5 separate regions of the Mus musculus genome follow, and regions 2, 3, 4 and 5 are each linked to region 1. Evidence: chromatin contacts called from public HiCAR-type and HiChIP or PLAC-seq data. All regions are on one chromosome and are shown on one strand. Each heading gives the region's core, a stretch centred on a gene start, on an enhancer-like site or on the middle of the called end of the contact. The rest is flanking DNA. Distances are from core to core; before and after follow the strand shown.

Region 1 (2,700 bases), core at 152-2,651:
GGTATTTCTTTTTACAAGACTCCTCCCTTTGTCCAACTAGCGCGAAATGAAGCAGAACTCTCCTCCATAGACTAGCCGGAGAGAATGAGCAGAGAGCCGGGAGGTACTGGGGGCCGAGCGTTCGACTCAGACCAGCTTCAAGACGGAGCGAAAGAGCGGAGGTTCGAGACCTTCCGCCGTACCGAACAGCTTCCCTCGCGATACCAAGCAATACCCCCGTTTCCTCTGATCTACAAACTCCCTGGCCATCCCTTCTCTTCGCCGGAGCCAGCCCGGAGGGCATGAAACAAACCCAACGCCGACCGTTCCCCACACTTTCCCTCACCAAAGAAACCCACGCGCGAGTGCTCCACGCAAACGCGACCCAGTCCCTAACAGGCAACCTCAAGAGTTCATGAACCTTCACAGCAGCGTCGCCGAGGCCGGGGTGCCGCCCCACGGACCTCTGCCGGGTGGCGGCGGGTAGGAAGCTGGTGGCGACGCCTGCGGGGGGCAGAAGGGAGCGAAGGGTGAAACTTCCCGGGGTCACCCGAGCCTGGGCAAGCACGCCGCGTACCTTTCCTTGGCCTCGGCGGCCCGGTCTCTTTGCCTCCGGTTCTTAAACCAGTTGCTGACCTGGGTGGTGGTGAGGCCGGTGGCCTCGGCCAGCTCCCGTTTCTCCCTCGGTGAGGGGTAGGGGTTGTGCGCGTACCACTCCCGCAGCACGCCCCGAGACTTCTCCTTAAAGCAGTAGCTGGTCTCCTCGCCGTCCCAGATGGTCCGCGGCAACGGGAATTTTCGGCGCACCCGATATTTGCCCACGGCACCCAGGGGTCGGCCGCGAAGTTTCTCGGCCTCCACGTAGTGCGCTTTCAGCCACAGCTGCTGCAGTTTGGGGTGATTGTGAGGCGAGAACTGGTGGCTCTCCAGTATCTTGTAGAGCTCGCGGAAGTTGCCGCGGTGGAAGGCGACCACCGCCTTGGCCTTGAGCACGCTCTCGTTCTTGTGCAGGTGATCGCAGGCGGGCAACGACCACAAGAACCTGCCCAGGCGTTCCAGGTTCCCTCCTTGCTGCAGAACTTCGCACACGCACGCCACTTGCTCTTGCGTAAAACCAAACGACGGCAGCATCGACATGGCTGGCGCTGCCGGGGCGCACGGGCCCGGGCGCACGCGGCAGTGAGCAGAGCTGGGAGAGCAGGGGGCGGCTGCCGCGGGGAGGGGGGCGCGGCTGCTCCTAACCCCCTCCCTAGCCTTGGCGCGGGCGAAGAGACCAGTCGAACCTCGGCGGGTGGGAGGCCAAGGAAGACGAAGAGAAGTAGGGGTGAGCTAGACTCCGAGTGGCTGGCGTTCTCTACAGCCTTCTGGGCCTCGCTGGCTCCCGCCTGCCGCCGGGTGGATGCTGCTGGTTGCCGGGGAACTTGGTTTCTGTTCTCCCCGCAGCGGCCTTAAAGCGCGCAGCGTCCCCGACACGCTGATTGGCTGCGAGCGGCGCCTATCCGAAGCTGGCCAGCCTGCGCGCCGCCCGGCCCGGCAGCAAAGCCGCGCCACCCTGCCGCCCCGCGTGGGGAGGGCGAAGCTACCGAGTGCTGCCTAGGATAAGAAGTGGTGGGAGGAGAAGGACCCGGAGAGGTGGGAAGTGAGGTGGGGTCGGGAGGAGGGAACTGGGGTGCTGAAAAGGGTGGTGACCAAGTCAGGACCTTGCGAAGCGGCGCCCTCTTTGGTGTCACCTAAGGGGAGCCTCACGCAGCACAAATCAATGGCTGCAGACGTTCTAATGACCCTCTTCTCCATATTCTTAGCCCTGTCTCTTGCAGTCTTGGCTTTTCCCGGTGAGCTCATATTTAATTACCTTAATGTTAAGATGAATAAATAATGGATTGATGAATAGCTTATGGAATGAGATAAATAATACAAAAGGAGACTAGGGTTCTGTGCTGCAAGCACTCTGAAAGTGGCTTCTTCCAGGTTTGGTTCCTGGAGGTGAAGACAAACCTAGCCCCCCACCCCCACCCCCACCCCCACCCCCCAACTCCTACACCCTTTCTCTTCCTAACTCCTAACACCTCCTAAAGGTCTCAAGGACTCTGATCTGGGCAACATTCCCCTCATTCTCAAAGTGCCTCTAGAAGAGGGATCAGAAGGGTTGACCCTGGCACTGTAGCATAGAGACACCAGGGCTTCATCTGCAATTTAGAATCTTGCTGTCCATAGACTTCTGGACTCAGTTTCCCCAGTTGTACGGTTGCGTTTTTTCAAAGCAACCCCTGCTACCGATGGATGCTGAAAAGCTTTACTTGCCATTAGCAAAAAAAAAAAAAAAAATTGGGGAACCTCATGCAAAAGGCGCTGAATGGGGTGTAAATTAAATAAAACTGCGCCCAGCTCCAATAACTGTCTGGTTGTAACATAATCCTTGCCCTGCTCTGAGAGGGACACTGCCCTCTAAGCTAGAACCACAGTGGCTCCAAGAAGATTAAATAAAGTGTGTGTGTGTGTGTGTGTGTGTGTGTGTGTGTGTGTGTTTGCAATGCTGGCCTATTTTACTGCCAGCCAATGAGATGTGTCCTGCAATTTAAGTTCCATCATCTGCTATTTTGTTTCTGTGGGGAGAATGCTTAGTAAAACTGCACAGACAAATGAAGCTGTAATTAACTTAAGCCTCATTTGCACACCTTGTTCCAAAGCAATTATTAAAAAGATTTCAAAAACAATTAGCCT
Region 2 (2,713 bases), core at 167-2,666, 340 kb after region 1:
AGCCTTTGTCTTCAGCTGTTTCCATTGTGTTCTGCCTAGCTGCCTCTGGGTTGTTTTGTAAAAGTATGTATTACAGGAGGAAATAGTATTTTCTTCTTAAAACAAACAAACAAACAAAAACCAAACCAAACCAAACCAAAACCAAACAAACAAACAAACAAAAACCCCCAAAAAACAGTGTTCTCTTTTGGCATCATACTGGGACAAGGACAGGTGTCATCCAGTGGTAACAAGAAACTAGGCCATTCATGGCTTCTCATTGGCTTTCAAAAGCCCAGCCCAGAGCCCTCCCATGGTCCTCATCTGTAAGGCTCACACTGTCCACTGGAGTTGTTATTTCATTCAGCTGAAAAGTTCTCTGTGCACACACACACACACACACACACACACACACGCCAACCTGTGATGCTTCGTATGTTTATCTGGCGAAGCTCATCACAGCTGTCAGGTGGTTAGCCTTGGCAGCCGGGTTAGCACTGAGAAAGTGTGCCCTTCCTGTGAGCACCTCAAGTGTGGTTTACGGACTTGAAAGAAGGACCGGTGACGGCCGGTTGTGAGTGTGTGTGTGTGTGTGTTTGTGTGTGTGTCACAGTTGCCACTTTTCATCCAGCTTAACTTAAAGCAAAAAGATAGAAAAGCAATTTGCTGTTGTTTTGGAAGCTTTCCTCTCAGGACAGTTTAACATTTTGTAAGCACTTGGTGCTAGTGGACAGATGGGCGTGCTGATGCCAATCAGGTGACTTCAAAGCCCTGAGTGTCCAATCCCAGAACCCTTGCTGATGGGGAAATGAAGCTCTGAGACTCTGACGTGGTGTGTGGCACCAGCCCCCCTACACCTCAAACCCCCCACTTAGCACCTGCCAATCTCCTGTCCTCTCTGAAAGAGTCTGTTTTTCTCCCTGCTGGCTCCCCACTACTCCAGGGGTTTCCTCCACGCTGTCAGTCTTAGTCTTTCTGCTGCTAGAAGTGTTTTCTCAGGCTCAGAATCACTGGGAGTGGAAAAACCAGTCAGCCCCAGCTCCAGCCACAAACCCGCCCTTGCCCAACAGCCTGGGGCCTTCCTTTTAGCAGGACTACTAGGACTGAAGCACTGTCAACTTGGGTCCTGCTCCTAATCTGTTGGACATCATCCCCCTCCATGGTGGTGTCCCTAGCCAGGGCAGACACTCCTGCGATCCCAAGAGATTCCCGGAGCCTAGCCCATGTGTCTCATGCCTAGCCTGAATCAGGACACTGAGTCCACAGGCCAAGGTTCCTTGCTCATTCAACTGTGGCAGCAACAGTGCATGCATCAGATGGTGCGGGTTTCAAGTCTGTATAATGAGAATGAGCTTAACTGCTTTCCCGTATGGCTTTTCGGGACCTTCTCCACTTCCCTTCCCCATGAAATGTAGGGTGAGTCATGGCTGGAGAATCTTGCTTCTCCCCCACTGCCCCTGTGTCTCCAGCAGCAAAGAGGATGGCTTCCTAGGGCTTCCCTTCCTGGCAGTAAACCTCATCCTTCCCAGGACTCTAATAACTGGTCCAGGGAGAACATCAGGGGTTCTCCTTTAAGCCCTGCTCCCACCAGGAGGGAGGACCAGTGTCTGCTACAGACCCAGAGTCCTAGGGTAGGGGGGCAAGGCCATAGAACAATGGGGCCAAGTGGATGGAGAGAGCTGTCCTCTGAGTCCTCTGGCCCCGGACAGACAGACGCCTCTCTTCTAAACTCATGCCTGTGTAATCTGAGGTCCTGTAGTGAGCTATTGATAAGGAAGGCAGAGACTCAGTCCCTAAGTTACTCTGCCAGGGCTGCTGTAACTAGCACACTTGTGGCCCAGCGATGGAAATTCACAGTTTTAGAGGCTGGTAGGCAAGATGCAGATTCAGGTTAGTGGGACCAAGGAGGGATAGATCTGTCTCTGGTTTCTCTCCTTGGCTAGCAGAGGGCCACCTCGTCCCCAGGTCTTCATGTGGTTTTCCCTCCATACATGGCAGAGTCTAACATTTCTCTTTTTATAAAAACATCAGAACATTGGATTAGAGCCCATCTCACTGACCTCATTTAACTTATCTCTCTGTAGACTCATCTCCAAATAGTCACATCCTGAGACACAGGAAGTTAGGACTCTAGCGTGTGTGTTGCTGAGGGTGGGAGCAGAGTTACATAGCAGTCTCCTATCATGAAAGCCCATTCGAAGATGCTCTGTGGCCTGGAATGGCTATGTTAGGCAATGTTCTCCCCCCCCCCCCCATCCCTTCTTCTGTGCCTTCCATTCTCCCCTTCTCTCTTGTCTCTTTTTCTCTCCCTGTTTTCTTCTCTCTGTCTCTTTCCCTTCCTCTTTTCCTTCATCCCTTGGGATGAAGTGTTCTATTGTAGATACTCCTGATCTTGCTCTGCCTTCTTAGATAACACTACAACTGTAACTCAGCACACATCATAGGTTGGTCAAGCTGACTGGAAGCACAGGAGAGCAGGATAAGTGACTGTCCTGTCCTTCCTACCTCCCCAGCACCTGGCAGACACTTGGAAGTCTCTTGTCTCACTGTGTTGGGTTCAAAGTCTCTCTTGCATACCTTTCTCTCTCTCTGACTCTCATTCTTCATAAGAAAAGAAGAGAGAGAGACAGAGAGACAGAGAGAGAGAGACAGAGAGAGAGAGAGAGAGAGAGAGAGAGAGAGAGAGAGAGAGAGAGAGTTATAAGGAGAGATGAGTTTCTGGGAGAGGGACACC
Region 3 (2,700 bases), core at 102-2,601, 450 kb after region 1:
AGTGCTGGCTAAACTCTGAGGAGGAAATGAAACTCCTCATTAGTTCTGTAGAACCTGGTGCTACAAAACCAAGCAGCAAAGACCTGGAATGAGATTGTAGGTACAGGCTACTCTGGCATTTAAAGGTGTTGAGCCTGCCATATCTTGGAATGCTGTGGACAGCATGTCTCTCGCTCCAGGCTTTGTCCTCTATCTGGAGTAAAGGGTGTTGAGACAGACTACAGTTGTGAAAATTCATCAAAACTATACTTTAGATTCGTGCCTTTTACTGTAAGTGGCATCTCAGGAGAGGAGGGATTGAGGGAGATGGAATATTGATGATGATACTGTCCTTGGTACATCTTTGTGTGTGTGTGTGTGTGTGTGTGTGTGTGTGTGGTTTTGGGGATAACATCCGCCAAGGGCTATGTATACTATGCAGGTGCCTACCACCAAGCTCCAGCCCTGGTACTCTGAGTTCACTGGTTATCTTTGCGGGTTGGGGAACTGAGAGGTTTGTATCTAGACCCTCTTGAGTGCTAGGCAGGTGCTCTGCCACTGAGCTAAATCTTCAGACTCCTTTTCTGTTTTTACATTGAGACAAAAATCTCACTAAGTTCCCTAAACTGAGGCCCATCTAGGTCTCTGACGTGACTGGGAATTCAGTGGCTTGTGCCCCCTGCATCTGGCCTTCTCTATGTGGGTTCCATGCATCTTTCTGATTTCACCCACGTCACCTGAGGCTCAATGGCAGCGCCATCACCTTTCCCCTTCTCACCTGTGAAAGGCCATCCTGTCAGAACCTTCTCTGCGGCTTTGAGAAACATTTAGGGTAAAGTCAAAGGGAAGGCTATCATGACATCTGAAAGAGTAAAAGATCCAGACTTGTAATCCTAGCTACTCTGGAGATGGAGGCAGGAGGATTGCCACACCATGGTCTGCCTGGGCAAGTTCAAAGGCAACCTGGGGGACCAAGTGAGACCCTGTCTCAAAAGAAAAAAAAAATTAAAAACAGACTGGCTACGTAGATCAATGGTAGAGCACGTGCCTAGCATGCACAAGGCCCTAGATTCAACACCCAAAACTGAAACTAAACAAAACAGAAACCACGGGTTTCTCCCTAGCCTCAGAGGCAGACGTCTGTCCACATCCACAGGTCTGCTCTATCTATGTGGGCATCTCGGCGGGCAGCCTCTGAGCGCAGGATCTGCCTCCTTGACCTTCTCATAGAACGTCTGTTCTTTCAAACGCCTGTCAGGCTATAGCAGATATTACAAAGCTTGCACGAAGGCAAATATAGGGCCTGCCTTGGAGCCGTGCAAAGGCTGAGCTTTGATTTTATCTTCTGTTGGTTTCCTCAGCATAGCTAATGCCATGTTTCTGGTCAATAGACATGAAGGTGGAACTGCTCTGAGCAGGTCCGAGCCGGTCCGTTTCATCCCGTGGCCTGCTGACCTTGACGGCACTTTCATGTCCATTCATAGAGAGTTTACTGTAAAATGAAATTAAAGCAAACTGGATTCTCTCCAGAAAGGCAACGCTGGAGATATCTATGAGCGGGGAAATGCATCTACTGTACTCACTGCAGACTTCCCGAGCTCCCAGCCTCCCTCTCTCCTCTCACCTCGAACCCTCTCCTCCAGCTCTGCAGTGCAGATGGGAGGGGAGGGGAGGGGAGGGGAGGGGAGGGGAGGGGAGGGGAGGGGAGGGGAGGGGAGGGGAGGGGAGAGGAGAGGAGAGGAGAGGAGAGGAGAGGAGAGGAGAGGAGAGGAGAGGAGAGGAGAGGAGAGGAGAGGAGAGGAGAGATACCATGCGTGCCTATAGCCAGCCCTCCATCATCACCTCATAGCTTCAGGTCAAACGTCCTAGTCCTTTTTAGATGAACTTTAGAAGGAAACTCATTCCTCATCTTTCACACATTTCAAGATGTCTGCATTTCAGCTGAGCGCAACCCTCACAGCCACATAATAAACTATCCTCCTGCCCCCAGAGTTTAAAGGGAAAACCGAGTGGGGGTCCAAAGCATCTGTGGGTAGATGCAGTTTGGCATCTTAATAAATGTCTTAAATTTTTTTGAGTGGAACCTTGGCTTTTGTCTGTAAACCCTCGGGGGTAAAATGTGAACCCATTTCCTCACCGAAGAAATGTCACAGCACTTGACAGGCTGGGTTCTTTGATCCTCAAACATTGTGCCCCTCTGTGCTCTGTCTGTCCTTCCTTGCCGCCCCCCTCCCCAACCTAACTGAGGCTTTGTAACCTGATGCGCTATAAAGAGCATTTTCTACAAGGGTACAAAGTGATGTCCTTGCTTAATACTAAAGCTGTCCACCCATCGCCCTCGTCCCAAGTCCCGTCCCCTCCGAAGGCATGCACCATAAGGCTTGGCTGGCAGGCACGGAAGCTGGTTCAGCTGTTTTGAATTAGAGGTAGGGGGAGGCTTCTTTGTAATATATGACTTAATCAGTGTTCCTGAAGTAAACAACCCAAACTGAAGCTGGCAAGGACCGCCATTTGGACGACGTAAACCTCCTTTGGCTTTGGAGCAGGGACAGGATGTGGGACAAATAGGTGTGTTAGAGTTGATTGTTACAGATGGGTAGTGGTCCTTGGCCCTCCGTGGGAATGAAATATGGCAGTTGTGTTATTAGAATCCCCAGAGAAAGGACAGGATGCCAAGTTGAGTTTGAGTTCCAAATAGATAACAAATAACCGTTTAATATA
Region 4 (2,700 bases), core at 30-2,529, 380 kb after region 1:
AAAATATTATCATCTCAACATGTAACCCATGAGAAAATTATTAACAAAACACTGACATTCCATGGTTCATATGAACTCTCAGAAACTGGGCTAGGATTTGACACAACACACTTGAATTTGGACCACCTGCATTTACAGGGATCAAAAGCCACACATGGCCTCCGAGATGGCTTGCCTGGTAAAGAAACCTGCTGCCAAGCCCGATGACCCGAGTTTAATCCCAGGGACCCTCGTCTCGGAAGGAAAGGACTGACTGTTGAAAAACTTGTACGTCAGTCTCCACATGTACGTCAGGGCACATGCCCAAAGGGGCACGCAAATTTAATTATAAATATTAAATATAATAATTTATAACTTATAATTTTAATTTTGGTGATACATACACACATACATAATACATATGGATATATGAGAGAGAACGAGCAAGTCTCTTTTAACCATAGCTTTGTATTGTAGCTTTTTATAGATTTATTTCTATAAAGTTTATTATAAAATTTACAAATAAATAAAAACACCACACACGAAAATTAACCAGACACACATACACACTAAATAAACGGAATAAAAAACTTAAAGCCACACGTGGTAAGTGGCCAGTGCTTTGGGCAGTACAGGTTTTGACACCAGTTAAAGGATCTGATTTCAGTGTGAGGAAGCTTTGCTAACCTCAGTCCTGTGACAGTGGGGGCCGCCTGACAATGAAGGGGTGTCCCGAGCACTGTACAATATTTATCCATAACCCCCTGGATTCCACCCAGTAGACGCCAGCAACACTCCATGTCCCAGGGTAACAATTAAAAAAAAAAGTCCTCAATGCCAAAGGTTGCTTTGTACCGGGAACCTCTGGCCGTGGCTCGAAGGAGCTGCACGTGGGAATATACCTGGCACTGCCCGGAAAATGTCAGCCACATCAACCAGTTTGATGAAAGACCTAAAAGCGTGTACTGAAACTTTGGTAAGAAAACCCGAGGCCAGCTCTGCCGCTGAAGCATTTGAAGTTTGCTCCCTCGGCACAGATAGCCATCAAAGAATTTGGTGGAGGGGAATTAAATTAGCAAAGTTGTAAATTAAAAACATTTTCTTCCATCTTTGAAAAACCCAAATTCTTTTCTTTCTCTTACTGGCATCAATTCTCCGCTCCCACCCCCCACTCCCGTTCCAACCCCCGCTAAAGAAAAGCATCATTTTAAAGAGTTAGTGCCCCCACCCTGCATCTAGGGGGTGGTTTTTTATTAAATTCCAGAAGAGGGCTGGGTTTCCAAAGCCATCAACCAGGCTCTTGGTGAGCAGGCTCCCTGCCACTTCGCTGACATTCCACCCGCAGGAGGAGTGGAAGATCAACTGCAAGCAGGCCGAGTGGCTGCGGCTGATGCTTCGGGGTTTCCTGAGGGCTTTGCTGGTGTAAGAGTGAGGCTGAGGCGGAAGCCTAATGATGTCCGAAGGACCTGACCATGGCTAAATTGCTCCATTTGCTCAACACCTAATGTCTACAGCGGCCTCTAAGTCCAATAATCATAGCACCAGGAACAAAGTGGAATAGTGTGCGGAGCCGGGTTTTTTTCTTTGATCACGTGATCACACAGCCCGGAAGGCAGCGAGTATATTGCAGATACTTATTTGAGAATGTGTTATTTGGGGGTGGGGGTGGGGGATATAGCCTCCCACTGCTCCCTAGTTCCTTCCACTGGCTACCTTCCATCCTGTCCTAGAAGGCTGACCTCTATGACTGCATGACTGGACTCTTCTGCCTGCTGAGCTCTTGCTAGGTTCAGCCAGAGGGAAGCCCTGCAGGAGATCAGAGAGGGAAGGGAGACTGGGATTGGACTGTGGGTTACCAGAGATCTTAGTTCCTACAAGGTCAGACTTCCCTAGACCTCCAGAACCACTCTCCTGTCCTTTGCAGACTTCTTGGAAAGGCACAGTGCTGTCATCAGCTCCAGGCTACTGCCTCATGGATGGCAATTCCCTAGCAAGCCTCATGTGGATTCACAAACTCCTTAGTCATCCCTCTGTCATCCTGACCCCTTAAAGCACTCTTCTCAAAGGAGGTCATCATGTGATATCTCAGACAAAATAGGGCTGGCTGTAAGGTCCCAGTGGAGTACCCTAAGTCTAGGCTAGGGTCCCTGTGGGCAGTGGTCCATGCTCCCTCCTCTCCTTCCTATCCTGTGTGTGTGTGGTCAGTAGATGCTCTGAGGAGCTTCAGGACTCATGTTTACATGGAGCCATCTTGTGGGGGTCCAGTTTGGGTAGAGTACCCCCAGGAATAGATTGTTCCCAATGGCTGTATGCATTTGTGCAATTGTTGAACACTAGGCCTGTGTGGTGCTTGCTGACCAGCTGACTTGGAGTGACTCAGATATCTTATATCCATAGCAGTCTTGCAAAAGAAATATTTACCTGTTACTCTACATACCTTAAGACTAGTCTTGAGTGGGTATGCATATTGACAATATGTAGTTCAGGTATTGAGACTATAGATAATTATTTTGGACATACACACACACACACACACACACAGAGAGAGAGAGAGAGAGAGAGAGAGAGAGAGAGAGAGAGGAGAGAGGTAAATGAGCAAGTATCTTTTACCATAGCTTTGTATTGTAGCTTTTTAAAGATTGATTTCTATAAAGTTTATTATAAAATTTGCAAATAAATAAAAATATCACACACAAAAACCAGACGCAAAAAACCAGCCAC
Region 5 (2,700 bases), core at 200-2,699, 470 kb after region 1:
GGGAGGAGATGAGGGAGGCTTCCTCACTTTCCCAAGTCATGCCTGGAAGCTGATGGTCTCTAGTCTTAAAGATGCTTGGTGGTGTGAAGAAGGTCTCCAGGTGAGACCCGCTACACACCAGGTACAGACCTTCTTCCTAACATGAAGAAGACTGAGTGCACTGGGGTGTGTGTGTGTGTGTGTGTGTGTGTGTGTGTTGTAAGCACATTCAACGCAGGCCATACCTCTGTGCTGAAAGGAGCATGCTCGCATGAGGCCTTGTTAAGCAGCTGTAGCTACAAAGTTGCGCATTCTCAGTAATGGGGTCTCCTAACCCACTTTGCTTCTGTTCTTTCTCCCGCTGAGCTATGAGTTGCTGTGTAACCACTAGAATCTTCTATCCAAAAAATCCCTGCTAACACCCTACTGTGACCTCCCTTCTCCCACTGATCTCAAAGTCCCTAAGCTGACTGTCAGTAGCTTCTGCAGCCCCCACCCCCACCCCCAGTTTTCTTTCTCCTTTCCTTTAGGTGCCATCCACACTGATATTTTTGCTCCCGTCCTCTGTGGCACAAGATCCCCTTTTCTGACCTCAGTGGCTCCAGTGCCATCCTGAAGGTGTGCACTCCTCGCTGTTCAGAGAAAGTATCTCAGGCATATGACCGTGGGCTGTGACCCTGAGTTCCCCCAACGCTTACCTCCTCCAGCACAGCCTACACCGTACAGCAGTGCCCTGTACCTGTTTTCCACGGGGAACACTGTAAAGGCAGAGATGCGGCTCGTGCCCTCTGCTCCCAGTACAGAATCCGAGGAGAGCTGGCATTTGAAAATAACCAAATAAGTAAACCAAATTGTAATCACCAAAAAAGAAAGTTATTCTTCCCCTAACTCCACAGAAACACAACTGACATAGATGTTTATCTATGGTTACTCGGTCCCGCTGTGGGCTCTGTGTATACTTCAGTTCCTTGAGAATTTGTTTAAATGAAAAGCCACTGACTCTTGAAAGCTGACTGATTAAAGGATTCTTGTTGGAGTGGCTAGAAGGCACCGATGGGCAAAGTCAGTCTCAGTTTCTGATTTCTGGAAGCTTCCAGAGGCCCTCCAGGAGAGGAGGTATGTTAGTCACAGTCCAGGTCCTTTGAGAATGTCACCATTGAAAGGCAGCCTTGGTTCTGTAATTCTAGGGTGGCTTCCAAATATAGGCTACTGTCTTTAGTGAGAAATGTCTTTGGATAGCCGTGATGCTCCAGATCTGCCTTGCATTGCTTGTGGGTATATTTCTTAGCAAGGGGCACGCTAATGATTCGAGTCGCCTACACCTCATTCTTGAGCTATACCCTGACATTACTTTTTAACTCACATCAAAGCCTTTTCTCGGGACTCTGCACTCCTGTAATGATGTAATGCACTCCTGTAATGATGTAATGCACTCCTGTAATGATGGTCCGACCATAGCCACTGCGCTGCCTCAACCGTCAGTCGGAGTTCTCCTCCTCTTGGGTTACTGGGAAACTTAGACTTCTACATTCAACATTCTACCTCAACCATCAAACTCATCCAGGGTTGGTTTATCTTTTGGGAAACTACGTGCTTCAAGTTTTGTTTTGTTTTGTTTTGTTTTGTTTTAATTCCAGGAAAGAGTAGGAAAATCAGAGTAGCATGAACAAAACGAAGCCATTGGCTGTCGCCACCCCAGCTGCAGAGGGCAAATGAAGAGCTGGCACTAGGTGGCCAGCATCCTTCAGCCTTCATCCTGACCCACCAGTGCCATGACCAGAGGCCCAGTCTAAGGAATCAAAATGAGGAAGTTCATCTCGTCCGAAGCAGTAGGGATGTGCCTCCCGAGTTCTAATCCCTTTGACAAATATTCTATGCTGAGGACCAAAATCACCATCAGGGGATGGAGGAGCCCAGTTGATTAATTAGCCTATGATTAGCCTGGACTTTGATCCCCAGCAAGCAAGCAAGCAAGAAAGAAAGAAGGAAGGAAAGAAAAGCAAGCAAGCAGAACTGCCCCTCCACAGCACAGAACTTCTTTGCTAGAATATAAAGTCGAGACTCATCTGACTCAGTGATTCAATATATTTGGGCAATGTGTAACTGGAAACCCCGAATGATCGGGAGCATATGTGAGTGCGTGTGGTTCGCTCTAATTCTGAACAAACCACTAGTAAAACCACCTCTGTCCCCTCCTGTGTGAGCAGCTGAGGAGGAGCCAGCGGAGACTGCAGTCTCTGCATGCTGTCTTCTCCTGTGACAGTGGCAGCTCAGTCACAGAGTTCTTTTCCAGAAGGGGATGTAGAAAGTGGGGGACCTGGGGGCCTTTCAGACCCCAGTTCCCAACCTTAGTGACTGGAGGTGGCAAAATACAGCAGTCATTATGCTATATGTGATATTTACATTCACACTAAAATCCACATGAAGTCTTTTAGAATATCTTTCATTTACTCTTTGACAAGTTCATATGTGTATACAATGTACCTTGATCTTACCCAACCCCCACCCCCGACTCTGTCATACTCCTCCAAGACAGCCCCAGGACACATCGCCCTCCCAACCTCATATCCTTTCCACTTATTTATTTACTTATTTGTTTCTTATTTTTATTTTTAACCTATTGAGTTCAGTTGACGCTGCCTGCTGGAGCTGATCTTGGTGTGCTGTAGTGCAGGTGACCACAGTGGGTTTGTAGGCGCAATGGCCACATCACCCACAGGG

The links. HiCAR-type assays count read pairs that join an accessible place to other places. HiChIP or PLAC-seq counts read pairs in DNA pulled down with a chosen protein or histone mark.
Region 2: a contact with region 1 is called in a HiCAR-type map of kidney, with 2.7 times the contacts expected there. The contact joins the enhancer-like site here to the promoter of Six1 in region 1. A contact is called at or near these places in 12 of 39 promoter capture datasets (3T3-L1-derived adipocytes, the C10 cell line, cranial neural crest and 9 more), 5 of 484 Hi-C or Micro-C datasets (the HL-1 cell line, bone marrow-derived macrophages, embryonic fibroblasts and 2 more), 14 of 115 datasets of contacts at active chromatin or transcription factors (acute myeloid leukemia, bone marrow-derived macrophages, craniofacial prominence and 8 more) and 4 of 9 other capture datasets (adipose tissue, embryonic stem cells, liver and 1 more).
Region 3: an H3K27ac HiChIP or PLAC-seq map of thymic regulatory T cells shows a contact between it and region 1, with 12 times the contacts expected there. The contact joins the enhancer-like site here to the promoter of Six1 in region 1. A contact is called at or near these places in 9 of 39 promoter capture datasets (the C10 cell line, cranial neural crest, embryonic stem cells and 6 more), 1 of 484 Hi-C or Micro-C datasets (bone marrow-derived macrophages), 24 of 115 datasets of contacts at active chromatin or transcription factors (the SCID.adh cell line, T-cell acute lymphoblastic leukemia, acute myeloid leukemia and 18 more) and 2 of 9 other capture datasets (adipose tissue and macrophages).
Region 4: a contact with region 1 is called in an H3K4me3 HiChIP or PLAC-seq map of craniofacial prominence, with 4 times the contacts expected there. The contact joins the enhancer-like site here to the promoter of Six1 in region 1. A contact is called at or near these places in 15 of 39 promoter capture datasets (the C10 cell line, the HPC-7 cell line, HPC-7-derived erythroid cells and 10 more), 18 of 484 Hi-C or Micro-C datasets (B cells, the C2C12 cell line, the HL-1 cell line and 13 more), 21 of 115 datasets of contacts at active chromatin or transcription factors (the SCID.adh cell line, Th17 cells, bone marrow-derived dendritic cells and 12 more) and 4 of 9 other capture datasets (adipose tissue, liver, macrophages and 1 more).
Region 5: an H3K4me3 HiChIP or PLAC-seq map of the SCID.adh cell line shows a contact between it and region 1, with 13 times the contacts expected there. The contact joins the enhancer-like site here to the promoter of Six1 in region 1. A contact is called at or near these places in 18 of 39 promoter capture datasets (the 3T3-L1 cell line, the C10 cell line, the HPC-7 cell line and 12 more), 1 of 15 datasets of contacts at CTCF or cohesin (stem cell-derived epiblast-like cells), 21 of 484 Hi-C or Micro-C datasets (the C2C12 cell line, bone marrow-derived macrophages, cardiomyocytes and 12 more), 31 of 115 datasets of contacts at active chromatin or transcription factors (the SCID.adh cell line, T-cell acute lymphoblastic leukemia, Th17 cells and 20 more) and 6 of 9 other capture datasets (adipose tissue, embryonic stem cells, embryonic trunk and 3 more).

Annotation. Positions count from the first base shown.
Region 1 is chr12:73,045,311-73,048,010 of GRCm38.p6, forward strand. It overlaps Six1 (sine oculis-related homeobox 1), which reads right to left and starts at 1,402. Exons shown (of 2, transcript NM_009189.3): 1 at 557-1,402. The coding sequence starts at 1,116. It overlaps Gm51264 (predicted gene, 51264), which reads left to right and starts at 575; the gene lies at 575-638.
Region 2 is chr12:73,382,020-73,384,732 of GRCm38.p6, forward strand. The region is part of intron 2 of D830013O20Rik (RIKEN cDNA D830013O20 gene); the gene reads right to left. Among named protein-coding and RNA genes, the nearest start is that of Gm40442, 19 kb to the right of the region's middle. Within about 2 kb of position 1,417, at least 101 of the 459 cell types and tissues checked have an H3K27ac peak or open chromatin away from gene starts, as enhancers often do. A contact at or near this core is called in the HL-1 cell line, embryonic fibroblasts, kidney and 3 more, where this site is marked.
Region 3 is chr12:73,493,035-73,495,734 of GRCm38.p6, forward strand. The region is part of intron 2 of Gm34080 (a long non-coding RNA gene); the gene reads left to right. It overlaps Gm34016 (a long non-coding RNA gene), which reads right to left. Exons shown (of 4, transcript XR_381683.2): 3 at 758-841. Among named protein-coding and RNA genes, the nearest start is that of Gm34016, 15 kb to the right of the region's middle. Within about 2 kb of position 1,352, at least 20 of the 459 cell types and tissues checked have an H3K27ac peak or open chromatin away from gene starts, as enhancers often do. A contact at or near this core is called in the SCID.adh cell line, memory CD8 T cells, regulatory T cells and 2 more, where this site is marked.
Region 4 is chr12:73,427,017-73,429,716 of GRCm38.p6, forward strand. No RefSeq gene overlaps it. Among named protein-coding and RNA genes, the nearest start is that of Gm33929, 17 kb to the right of the region's middle. Within about 2 kb of position 1,280, at least 34 of the 459 cell types and tissues checked have an H3K27ac peak or open chromatin away from gene starts, as enhancers often do. A contact at or near this core is called in craniofacial prominence and uterus, where this site is marked.
Region 5 is chr12:73,512,777-73,515,476 of GRCm38.p6, forward strand. No RefSeq gene overlaps it. Among named protein-coding and RNA genes, the nearest start is that of Gm34016, 4.8 kb to the left of the region's middle. Within about 2 kb of position 1,450, at least 6 of the 459 cell types and tissues checked have an H3K27ac peak or open chromatin away from gene starts, as enhancers often do. A contact at or near this core is called in the C2C12 cell line, the SCID.adh cell line and palatal mesenchyme, where this site is marked.